Regions from separate parts of the Mus musculus genome. Here all the other regions are linked to region 4. Evidence: chromatin contacts called from public Hi-C, HiChIP or PLAC-seq and Micro-C data. All regions are on one chromosome and are shown on one strand. The core of a region is the stretch at or near the end of the contact, and the rest is flanking DNA. Distances in the headings are between cores, read along the strand shown. Region 1 overlaps 2610307P16Rik (RIKEN cDNA 2610307P16 gene). Region 2 overlaps 2610307P16Rik (RIKEN cDNA 2610307P16 gene). Region 3 has its middle 27 kb from the start of A330102I10Rik. Region 4 overlaps Cdkal1 (CDK5 regulatory subunit associated protein 1-like 1).

The links. Hi-C and Micro-C count contacts between places; a contact is called where the count stands out from the background. HiChIP or PLAC-seq counts read pairs in DNA pulled down with a chosen protein or histone mark.
Region 1: a contact with region 4 is called in a FOXA1 HiChIP or PLAC-seq map of pancreatic cancer cells. The contact joins two enhancer-like sites. A contact is called at or near these places in 1 of 484 Hi-C or Micro-C datasets (adipose-derived mesenchymal stem cells) and 1 of 115 datasets of contacts at active chromatin or transcription factors (pancreatic cancer cells).
Region 2: a Hi-C map of the C2C12 cell line shows a contact between it and region 4, with 4 times the contacts expected there. The contact joins two enhancer-like sites. A contact is called at or near these places in 2 of 484 Hi-C or Micro-C datasets (the C2C12 cell line and adipose-derived mesenchymal stem cells) and 1 of 9 other capture datasets (embryonic stem cells).
Region 3: a contact with region 4 is called in a Micro-C map of trophoblast stem cells, with 4 times the contacts expected there. The contact joins two enhancer-like sites. A contact is called at or near these places in 1 of 484 Hi-C or Micro-C datasets (trophoblast stem cells) and 1 of 9 other capture datasets (embryonic stem cells).

The regions. Positions count from the first base shown.
Region 1 is chr13:28,527,737-28,530,544 of GRCm38.p6, reverse strand. All of the region lies in intron 7 of 2610307P16Rik (RIKEN cDNA 2610307P16 gene), which reads left to right. Among named protein-coding and RNA genes, the nearest start is that of Gm40841, 110 kb to the right of the region's middle. Within about 2 kb of position 1,429, at least 7 of the 459 cell types and tissues checked have an H3K27ac peak or open chromatin away from gene starts, as enhancers often do. A contact at or near this core is called in pancreatic cancer cells, where this site is marked.
Region 2 is chr13:28,756,673-28,759,639 of GRCm38.p6, reverse strand. The region is part of intron 3 of 2610307P16Rik (RIKEN cDNA 2610307P16 gene); the gene reads left to right. Among named protein-coding and RNA genes, the nearest start is that of Mir6368, 47 kb to the right of the region's middle. Within about 2 kb of position 1,374, at least 286 of the 459 cell types and tissues checked have an H3K27ac peak or open chromatin away from gene starts, as enhancers often do. A contact at or near this core is called in the C2C12 cell line, where this site is marked.
Region 3 is chr13:28,987,817-28,990,599 of GRCm38.p6, reverse strand. No RefSeq gene overlaps it. Among named protein-coding and RNA genes, the nearest start is that of A330102I10Rik, 27 kb to the left of the region's middle. Within about 2 kb of position 1,334, at least 47 of the 459 cell types and tissues checked have an H3K27ac peak or open chromatin away from gene starts, as enhancers often do. A contact at or near this core is called in trophoblast stem cells, where this site is marked.
Region 4 is chr13:29,502,136-29,504,894 of GRCm38.p6, reverse strand. The region is part of intron 11 of Cdkal1 (CDK5 regulatory subunit associated protein 1-like 1); the gene reads left to right. Among named protein-coding and RNA genes, the nearest start is that of Cdkal1, 350 kb to the left of the region's middle. Within about 2 kb of position 1,269, at least 102 of the 459 cell types and tissues checked have an H3K27ac peak or open chromatin away from gene starts, as enhancers often do. A contact at or near this core is called in the C2C12 cell line, pancreatic cancer cells and trophoblast stem cells, where this site is marked.

The DNA of each region.
Region 1 (2,808 bases), core at 180-2,679, 970 kb after region 4:
GACGCTATGAAGATGGATGAGGTTCTTAGGAAGAAGCTTCTAGCTGAGCTGTCGTTTGTTTTCTCTGAGTATGGGGTATCTTCAGCATTAGAGCCTTACTGTCAAGGTCCAGGTAGCAACACAGATCTGGGGCAATAACCTTTTAGGATCTCATTGGCCATAGGGAGGTGTTCCACAACTGGCACTGGGGATTTTATTTAATAACCTACAGCTTCCAGGAAGAGCCTTAGTACCCACTCTTAATTCCTTTCAGTTTTTTTTTTTTTTTGTATGTGCATGTGGGTGTGTGTGTACCTGAGTACACATGTATGCAGGAGCCTGCAGAAGTGAAAAGAGAGATTCACTTTTCCTGTACCTGAGTTTCAGACAGGTAGGTGTGTGCTGTTTGATGTGGTTGCTGTGCTGTGCTGGGACCTAAGTACCCTGCCAGAGCAGTGAACACACAACATCACTGAGCCATCTCCCTGGTTTTTTTCAGGTTATGTGTTCAATAACCACATAAAATAGTGGGTTCTTCTATATGGTATATATCTGTCTATATATCTATATCTACCTATCTTTAGTTTTATTACTCCTTCTTCTTCCATATCCTCCTGGCCTCCTCCCGGCTTGGCTTTTTCTATCTTGCCCAGTGCCCACTCCCTTTCATCTCTGATGGATTTTATTATCACTTCTCTCTGTAATAGCTCCTTTTGTCTTTCTGTCCTTTACCATCAGTCAGTGATAATGATAAACCTATGACTAAAAAAGAAAAAAGAATCTATAGATAGGATCTGCATACAAGGGAGGCCATGTGGCATTTGTCTCTGTGGACCTAGGTTACATCACTGAAGATAACTGTCCGTATCTATCCATTTCTCCTGCAAATTTCGTAGCTTTAGTCTTCTTTACCACTGAATAAATTTCCATTGTATATAACACGTACCTTTTCCTGGAGACAAGTAAAAGATCGTTATGATGGATGGAGCCGGTGGCTGTATGCATTTTGACACCCAAATATTTTATGAATTGCTCAATTTTTCAAAATGAGTTGAGTGATATTTTGAGTTCCGTCAACAGATCAATAAGCAAAACAGAGATAGCTGGGCTTTGACACCAGTGTGGTCAGGCATTTACTGGCAGAGACCTCCTGTGCAGCACAATTGTCACCCTGGGCTTCAGTCTTGGCTCCATTATTAATCACCACCATGCGAGTTACTCAACCTTCCCTACCCTCCCTACAGTCTGTAAAATTGCCATGACACATTTATATTCATGGGTAAAATTGTTCATGGAAGGCATTTAGTCCATAGTGCCTCACAGATATTAAATTCAGAGGGAGCATTAATTGCTATTATTATCATTTCAGCTGAAAATGCTGTTCTGTTGGCAATAAATAGCTGCTGCTTTGTTTAGTTCTACCAGCTACAAAGCAATACATCAGTGCATTGATTGCGCAATGCTTGCTTAACCTCTTTGGAAAGCTTTTTCTTTATATTTTGTCTGTGCATCACTACAGGCTGCCAGCTTAGGTGTTTCTCTGTGTCTGCTTTTTTTTCTGTGTGTCTCCATGTCTGTCTGTACTCCCTCGTGTGTGTGTGTGTGTGTGTGTGTGTGTGTGTGTGTGTGTGTGTGTAGCCTAGTAATAGCCAAGAGATGGAACTGCCAGCATAGTCTTTCCCCATAGCAAGCAAAACCCCCACAAAATTAAAGCTAGGAAAAAATTTAAGTTACATAATTGGTTTGTATGGACAAAAGGCTGCGAAGATATAAAGGTTCCTGTAGCTCTGCTGTTCTTTGGTCCAAGATGTTGAGGAAAGATTCAGAGTTCCTACTGAGAAACTGCTGTTTAGTAGGCTGCTGCTGTTGGCTTCAGAGTAAGTAAATGGGTCAGAAGTGCAAGTGGGAGAGAACTTGAGGTTTCATGAAGGAAGGCCATTATTAATGTTTCCATGACCTTAGGAGTTTAAAGGTTGGGAATTGAAGTAAGAGTGCTGGTTATAGGGACAAAGAGCCCACAAATATTGAGATGTGGTCAAAGGTTTGAGGCCTCTGAATTGAGCAGCACAAGGGTCATTTCCTACCAGTCTCAATGGTCAGGGCCTGTTCATAAAGGCACAGACTTAGAAAGACCACAGGTCCCTCCCATGTTCTAATGATCCACACTTATTTATTTATTTGTTTGTTTGTTTGTTTGTTTTGTATAGGCCTGGCTTCTGGAACTCACTCTGTAGACCAGGCTGGCCTCAAATACTCAGAGATTCACTTGCCTCTGCCTTCGAAGTGCTAGGATTAAAGGTGTGTATCACCACTGCCTCTGACTACAAACTTTTTTTGGGGGGGGGGGGAACGTAGGTAAAAAATGCTAGGACTTTAGATTTAAAAACCTTTCTTTCAAAAATATTTCTTGAATTCCTAAACTAGAGAATTGGCAAAATTGTGAGCTGTGCTGCTCATAATGCCCTGGGTATACAGGGCATTAGAGCTCTTGACATCTGGAATGTTGGATTTAAATCTAGTTGCTCCTGTTGTATACTCTGCTGTGGGGAATGTTTAAAACTGTTGGCGGTCACTTTCTTCTCCCTATCTCCTGTGGAGAAGCTACCCCTGCTTCTTGAGATTATTGTATCAGATAAGCTGTGATGAGTGACAGTTGTCATGTGTGGGACACTTTCTGTCACGTGACACTAAATAGACAGGAGGAGGAAGTGCATTGGATTCGTGGCCCGAGTAAATATTTGACATCATTCACTCCTAAATTATCAAGAGGAGCCTGGAAACCCACAGTCTTCATTGTCTGACCTCCATCAACTATAATTGCACCAAGGC
Region 2 (2,967 bases), core at 125-2,624, 750 kb after region 4:
AAATCATAAAAGACTGCCTATCTTTTGGTGTTTCATGCCTTTTGAAACAGTTCAGCCTTTTTTGTTTGACTTAAATGGAAGTCAGTGAGTTAGGCTATATGAGATCTCTATTTCTCTATTTGGAAATACAGGGTGACCTAGGGTTGGTTATGTGCCAACTCATGTAGTGTGTGTGTGTGTGTGTGGTGAGGGGGGGAAGAGAGGGGAGGGGGAGGGAGAGGCGGGGAGTAGGTGATTATATTCATGTGCCTGGGGTCAAAGGTCAAAGTAATGTTTTTGTTAGTTGCTTCCCACCTTTTCTTTTTTGAGACAGGATTTTTCTTGGGAGCCCAAACTCACCAGTTGAGCCAGGCTAGCTGGCTAGGGAGCCCTGGGGCCCTCCCACCTTCCTTTCCCCAGCTCTTGGATTTCTGGAGCACACAGCTGTGCCTGTCTTTCATGTGGGTGTTGGAGATCAGACTGAGGACATCATATTTGCCCTTGCTCAGTAAGGACTTTATGGACGGAGCCATCTCCTCGAGCCTGATTTTTTTTTTTAATTTATATTTCAATCATTAACAGAACTATGACATAATCATTTTCATTCTTTGGTTACTGTTGAGTCATTTATGAAAGATCTGAGACTTTTTAAAAGAAAGATTGATTTTCTTGCACAGTCACTGTGTATAAACTTCTATGCTTATACCAGACCCTTTCACACCAAGGGTTTGTTGCTTATTGATTCGCGCATATTAAAACCAGGATATGAAAGAGTCAGTTTACCAGTATGAACTAGAAAACCCTAAAGAACTTTAAAAAGAAAGAAGGAATGAAAAAGCCATCTGGGGCCTGAGCAGCAATTTGGGGTTTACTGATGCTCTGGTTGGCAGGCTGTCTGGGCAGCTGGATCTAGGTTGCACCCTGAGTATTTTCTCTTTCCATTTGGACAGGCATGGAGGTGTTGAGTCCGTAATCTGGACCTTGTGAGAGCCAAGTCCGTGTTATGGAGTAGTTCTGTTTTGCACACGGTTGTCCTAATTTCCCCTCTTCTTTACTTGCCCACTAGAAGGGAAAAAAGTAATCAGAGGTGTTGCTGGGTGGAGCCCTCCTTTGATTGCAATGCCCCAGGGGTTTCTAAGTTAACAAATTAAAGCTTTAGGGCTGACTGAGCCGCTTGCTTGGTCTTGGTGGGCGCAGCAGCTTTTCCGTGCCTTCTCATGTTCCTGCCCTCCCTTCCCACTCCAGAAAAGAAACTGAACTCAGAGGCTTTGCCTGAGGAAAGGCTGGCTTGAGGAGCCGAGGGACTGATGACCACAGCTGCAGAGAGGGAAGGCCAGCATATTCTTGGAAGGTGTGGGATGAGAAACGCACTCCCTTCCCTTCCCTGCTTTTGCAGTCATGCCTGGTGTGCCTCAGAGCTAGGATACACGGGCGGGGGAGGGTGGAGCGTGGGGAGGGCTAAGATTAGGGAGAGAGGAGGTGAAACTCTCCTGGGAGTTGGAGACCAGAAATAAACATCCAAAGGAGCTGGGACAAACCCTCTGGCTGCCCTCCTGAGGTTCAGGGGTGGATCAGGAGGGTCCGAGCCAGGGAGGCAGTAGCCTGAGTCTTGGAGGAGGAAGATCTCGCTGGCTGCCTCCTCCTCCTCTCTGCTGGGGTCCCTGAAGCCAGTGCAGGAAGTGGGCGGGATTCTGCTAGAGTTTATTGAAAAAACAGCTGCCTGGCTCCATTTCCCTCCCCCACAACGGCCCATCCTCGCTGTGGCTCAGGATAGAACTATGCTGTAAACTTTGGCATGAATCAAGCATGCTGATACTCTCTCAAACAGCAACTTTTTCTTTCTCTCCCCCCTCCCGCTTTTTTTTTTTTGGCACAGAGTCATTCGTTTGAGGCTGGGGGAGAGGAACAGAAAGACTAAATAAAATGTGGTACAGTGGTTCTAGAAATGATTTGATCTGGTCCAGTAAAGGTCCAGAGTTCACCGACTGGACCTGAAGGACCCAAGTGAGAATAAGGTCAGGAGCCAGTTTTTGAAAGTGGTGAGCAGACGTCAGGACTTGAAGGCCTGCTTGCTCTTTTTCTGTTACTGTCATAACGTCTTGGACAGAATCTACCCTAGGAAAACACTGTCAGTGCCTGTAAGTTTGTGACTTCGTTTTTTTGACCAAGAATTGCTTAGGAGGTTGAAGGGGACAGGAAATAGCTAGGAGCCAGGGTACCACTGGGCAGAAGTATATATGTGTGTGTGTGTGTGTGTGTGTGTGTGTGTGTGTGTGTGTGTATGTGCGTGTGTTGATTAGGACCCGCAGATGGCAAGCAGCAGCTGTTTTATGGTGTGAATTGTTTGCTCAGAAGATTTTCAGAAGCTAATTCTCCGTGGAGGTTGGTTTGCCAAGTGACTTGTTTCCTTTTTTCTTGTTTCCCGACCTATTTTCCTCTTTGTGTGTGTGTGTGTGTGTGTGTGTGTACCCTAGCTGACCTTGAGGCTCTAAGAGTTGCTTAAAACCTGAGACTGTTAAGTTCTGAGAGGGTTGCTTGCACCAGGAGGCTCCTGGCTCAGGTTTACTTCAGACCTGAAGGTGAGGGCGGATGCAAAGGAGAAGGCTGCAGAGGGAAGGGCTTCCCCTGTCTTGTCTGAGATCCGAAAGGCTGTGCCTGGCCCCCCTCTGCTCTGGCTTTACTGTGAACTCTTGCTCTTGCGTTGACCCTTTCCCTTGGCCTTCTATTAAACCTGACCTGTGTCTCTTCCTCCACTTAACGTGAGAGAATATTTTTTTTTTCAGGGACATTTATGAGTAGTGAGTTAAGATGTCTCTAAAATTCACTAGTGGTAGAGGCCTTAGGGCATGGTTAACCAGTTCTGTTATCCCCCTTCAATATTTTCTTTCTGTTAATACCCCATGTGTGGCTTGTATTTGCTTGAACAACTCGAGAAAGCATCCTCAGCTGTATTGTAGGAAGCAAAGTAACTCTCACGCTCTTGCATGA
Region 3 (2,783 bases), core at 85-2,584, 510 kb after region 4:
CAGGGTTTCTCTGTATAGCCCTGGCTGTCCTGGAACTCACTTTGTAGACCAGGCTGGCCTCGAACTCAGAAATCCGCCTGCCTCTGCCTCCCGAGTGCTAGGATTAAAGGCGTGCACCACCACACCCGGCTGTTATTAAATTTTATGTGTATGGGTGTTTTGCCTGCATGTCTATCTATGCACCACACATAGGCACTCCTGATGTCCTCAGAGACCAGAAGAGAGCACAGGATCCCCTGGGACTAGAGTTACAGATGCCCATGACTTGACACCAGCACGTTGGGAACCAAACCTCAGTCCTCTGGAAGACTAGCTAATGTTCTTAACTGCTGAGCCATCTCTCCAGCCCCTGGACACTTTTATTTTATTATTATTTTTTAATGGAACATTGTAATTAGATAAAATGTCTAACCAGCTCAGTTTTCTTCCTTCTTACAGTGCGTAACACTTCGTCAGCATAATGACTGCATTAGCAGTCATGAGCCACTCTTGAAAAATCCCTATTTAGTAAAACCACATTAAGAGAAATACAGAGTGTATGATGAGCACCCTGATTTAATTTTTACACAGGATTAACATATTGAGCTATCGTAGCTAATTCTAAAGCCGTGTTCTCTCTATTCAGACCTGTAAAATAATCCTCAGGTAATTGGCTGTGCTTTATACGATGCTTCTGGCTTCACTTCCTCTTTGATTTGGGCAAGCAATGGGTCCTAAATGATTCTCTGATTCACAGTCTAAAACACAAAGCCCAATGCTGGAGGAAATTACAGCTCTTTTTTTTTCCCTTCCTTCTTTTCTCTCTCTTTCTCTCTAAAAAGTGGGGCACAGAGCACACTACATCTCCTTCTCCCTGTAACTCCCCACTTGTATTTCCTCCTCAGACTTTACTCTTCCCAGTGAAACTGTTAGCTTGCATCCTGAAGAACTTCACTGGGGGAGGAGAAACAGAGCGACCAGCCTCCCATTTCCAGGACAATCTTGTCTAGATAGTGAGCACCAGAGCAGGCAAACATAAACCGCCTGCAAATAACTCCTCTGCAGCCTTAAGAATACTCCAGTTGCAGCCATTCTCAACCGGTGGGTCCCGACCCCCACAGGGGTTGCAGATCAGATATCCTACATATCAGATCTTTACATTACAATTCATAACAGTAGCTAAAAGTACAGTTATGAAGTCACAACAAAATAATTTTATGGCTGGGGGTCACCACAACCTGAGGAACTGTATTAACGGGGTCACAGCATTAGGAAAGCTGAGAACCACTGCTCCCGGAAGGAAGTTGCTGGGTGCTGTTGAGAAACACATTCCTAAGCAGACTTTACTCCAGTTTACTCAGTGACTCTAAAGAGCCTGAGGGGAACCTGATAACCTCTCCTGATGGAGCAGCCCAGGGAGACGCGGAGGAGGGAAAGGCCTGAGTGACTGACAGATCAGACTAGCAATACACACTTGACTACCAGTCTCCAAGGGCCTCACACATACACGGATCTCCACAACGGACAAAAATCAAGGCTTCTCCAAATCCTGTTTTGAACACCAGGTCATTCTTCGTATAATGGAACAGCACGCAGCTGAGCCCTCCCCTTTCTGGAGCCTGCCTCTAAGCAAAGGCTTCCTGGATTTGCATCCAGGTGCAGCGGGGCCGAGTGTGGTAGGAGCCCATCATCCAAATGCAAATATTTTCTACAAGACCGAAATTCTTTTGCTACTGGACTGTAGAGGCCAGCCTCTAGAAAAATTTGCATGTTGACTGGTAAAAACAGGCCAAGCCTTGCTTTAGAAATGAAGAGACAAAGAGATCATTGCGAAATCAAATCAACAAACAAATGCAATGCAAATAGACTCTATTAACTGTCTACAGAGCATTTCTTAAACAGGCAGAGAAGGGAATTTAGAGTGCAGGAAATGCATCCAACGAAAAAAGATACAAAAAGGAAATGAAGAAAGATTTTTTTTTTTAATGAATTACAACCGGCTTGATAATTACTGGTCCAGCTGGATCATGCACAGCCCAGTGGAAAACAGGCTCTAAGTCACCTCCTGGTGACCTGTGGCAGGAAATGACTCTGTTCCAAAATGGGAACTCTATGAAGGTTGCAGCTTAAGATGCAGTGATAGAGTTGCAGCTCAGGTATATGGGATATGTAGGTGTGCTGCTACTTTTACGGAAACTTGACACATGCTAGAGTCATTTTGGAAGAGGGCACCTCAATTGAGAAGTTGTCCCCATCAGCCTGACCTTCTGCAGAGCCTGTGGTCCATTTTCTTGATTGACAGAGGAGGTCCCAGGCCGTTGTGGGTGATGTCACCCCTAGGTTGAAGCAGGCAATGCAAGCCATGGCCAGCAAGCCAGTAAGCAGCACTCCAACCATGGCCTCAACATCAGTTCCTGCCTCCAAGTTCCTGCCCTGCTTGAATTCCTGCCCTGATTCCCCTCAATGGTGGACTGTTACCTGAAAGTGTACGATGAAATAAACCCTTTCCTCCTCAACTTGACTTTGGCCTTGGTGTTTTGTCACAGAAATAGAAAACCTAACTAAGACAGCAAGATAATATTAGAAACAAAAAATTAAATCTCCAGACAAGTATTTTTAAATTACTTGCTCATATAACACATGAAAATATTTTCTAGGTTACTTAAAAAACAACTGAGCGTGATGGTATACCGTATATTCCACTCTGTGGGAGGCTGAAAGAGGGAATTATGAATTCAAAGGGAATCTGTACTGCACAGCAAACAAAAACTTCTCTCAAAGAAACAGGAGAGAAGGGAGAGGAG
Region 4 (2,759 bases), core at 20-2,519:
GTCTGGAGATAAATTATGATTTAATTTGTTTCTGCCATTGGCCTTTGAACGTTAGTAATAGCAAATTTTATCAATTGTACATACACACACTGATGGAAACGTGTTAGGTTTCTGGAACTGTTGTCCGTGCTTTCCTCTCAGGTGATATAAAGTCCTTGTAAAGTACATTTGCTCAGTTTTTGTCTGATGAACAGACAAAAAGATGTCCTTTCTGGGAAGGACCAAGTCCTTCCAGTGGGATTATTAATTTACCTTCTCCCATGAGTCTCGGGAGAACTGAGCAGCAGTGTTTTGATAGGAACAGCCTTTGTGCTTTCTCTGTAAATGAATGTATGTTCAAAAACCAGAATGCCCAAGTCTTGACGCACATAAATCAAATGATTCTCTTTGTCAGTCAACCCTTCTCATCTCATAAACTTTAGTCTCTAAATCTTCTGACTAATTGGCTCCTTATTTGTACATACCTCTATTCTCCAGTAGCAAAAATTCTGTCCTCCAAATAGTATTTGCCCAAAAATATTCCTGATTTGGGTTTTACTTTGCAGTTGGGTTTTCATTTATGGTACGGTGCCCTGTAGGTTTTAAGACAGACTAGACACCATAAACAGGGTGGCACTCGGTGTTTGATACACCATGGACCACACCTGCTCAGCTTCTGTGTGGCATAAATGGGAGCACGTCCACTCTGGGCTCATCACTTCTCAGTCACATGGTGAGATGTTTGTGTAGGGAAGAAAGGTTTGGGAATATTGACATGTGACCTCTTTCTTACTGATTGCTAAGTAATGGTGGCAAAGATAATAGAATAACAAGTTTGGCAGTTATATTTTCATCAAGAAAATAAATACATTTTCCTATATTCGTATTGCTAGTGTAGACTTCACAGTTATGTGATGTAGAATAACTTTGGAAACAAGTCAACTGAACATCCAAACATTTGAAGCAATTTTCTTGTCTAGAATGGACTCTAAAGCAGCCTGAGGGCTGGCATTAGACTGTGCAGCTCTGACAGACTCATTTAGGCATTGAGGCAGTTTCCAGAAAGTCCTGAGCTCAGGATTATCTCGTCAGTATTCAGTTAGGTAGGTAGTTGCTTAGTTGTGAGTGTGGGAAAGGTGTTAATTATGAGAGCATGAATGACTAAAGGGAGACTGTGTCACCAAAAGTGACCTCTCCTCTTTAGAATGCTTCCTTGGGTCTCAGTGGGGCTTTTTCATACAGCAATCACTGCTTAGAAGTTATATAACATAGTATCAGCTCACTCCTTTGCTTAGTCATTCCTCCTGAGGAAACACTTGGATTCTTTCCAACTTGCTAGCAGCTCCTAAGGGTTCTGCGTGAGTTCTTTTTTTGTTTTCTTTTCTTCTTTTTTTTTTTTTTCTCTTTTCCTTGCTTTTGCGGTGGAGGCCATAGCCACAGGTTACAGTGTACAATTAAATAGAAGTATATGTATGCTATTATTATAGCTAATATATAAATGTTGGATGATATAAAACAATCGGGCACATTTGTATCTTACTGTTTTGTGGGTTCACTGTACATCTCTGCATACTTACATCAATTTTAGCCCACGTGGGGCAATTCTTTTGAAGTAGGTTGACAGCTTTCCAGTTAAATGTCAGAAAGAAGCCTAACTGTTAGATTTGAAATAAACTGATTTCTCTTGGTTCAGTGTTAGCCTCACCTTTTGAGTGGCAGGACTTGAGCAAACTCAGAGGTCCCCTGCATTCTACAATGCTCCCTTTAATGACTTGGAGGCTGTTGTTTGAGTTTCCCAGGATTGTGTGGGTTATTGTTATATCTTTGCTTTTATGGTATAGTTGTGGTCTTATCACAGTTTGTTCCATGCTGAGTCACAGACAGGAGAGCAGCAGTCCATGTTTTTATTATTCCTGTGAGGAAAGGCAGACTTTCATGATGCATTTTCCAGGAATTCATTGTGGAGAAAAACTGAGACAGCCGGTGTATAAAACCAGACACATACGCAGTCTTAAGGAAGATGTTATCAGAGAAAATTGTTTCCTTTCCAGACACTCGGGGTTGTTTGGGTATCTTTATCTGTGATTGGACATGACCTCATGAATTATGTTGTCCATTTACGATAGCTACTAATACTGGTGGTGCTCAGAACCTTCTTGGCATGCCTCAGCTCTCTCCCCTCCTTTCCTGCTCATCCTTTTCCTGACCCCCTCACCCTCTGGCCTTCCAGCTTCCATGCAGCCTGGCTGCTTACTTAGTAGGGTACTTACTTAGTGGTCCAGCTGTCCTCCAATGGCCCCTGTGCCATCAGCATTTGCTCTATGGCTGAAACTGGCTGAAGAAGTTGAACACTTTGATGCCCCTAGAGCTGTCTTTCTGGTTCCCAAGTCTTTCCTTTTGATGGTATTCCTCCATGTTCACATTAGCCACGCTGAAGCTTTTCTATGCAGTTTATGGATAATTCTGCAAGAACCAAAGCAACACCTCAGCCATAGGCTGGGACTTGCCACAAAGGGCCACTTCATCCACCCGCTGCCCACAGGTGCCACTTAGACATTAGCCTCTCATCATCCTTCACACCCCAAGTGTGGCCTGGGGCACACTCAAGAAGCTCTTGATGGGCACAGGGGAGAGGTGTGATAATGACTGATCTGAAAACTCTTGTGTCCTTGTTCGTGAAAGTAGCATCTATAAGGGAGGACCTGTGTGGAGCTGGTGAGGGCTTTGGCCTACACGCCTGATGTAGAACCTGCTCCGTACACACGAGGTACGAGGCAGAA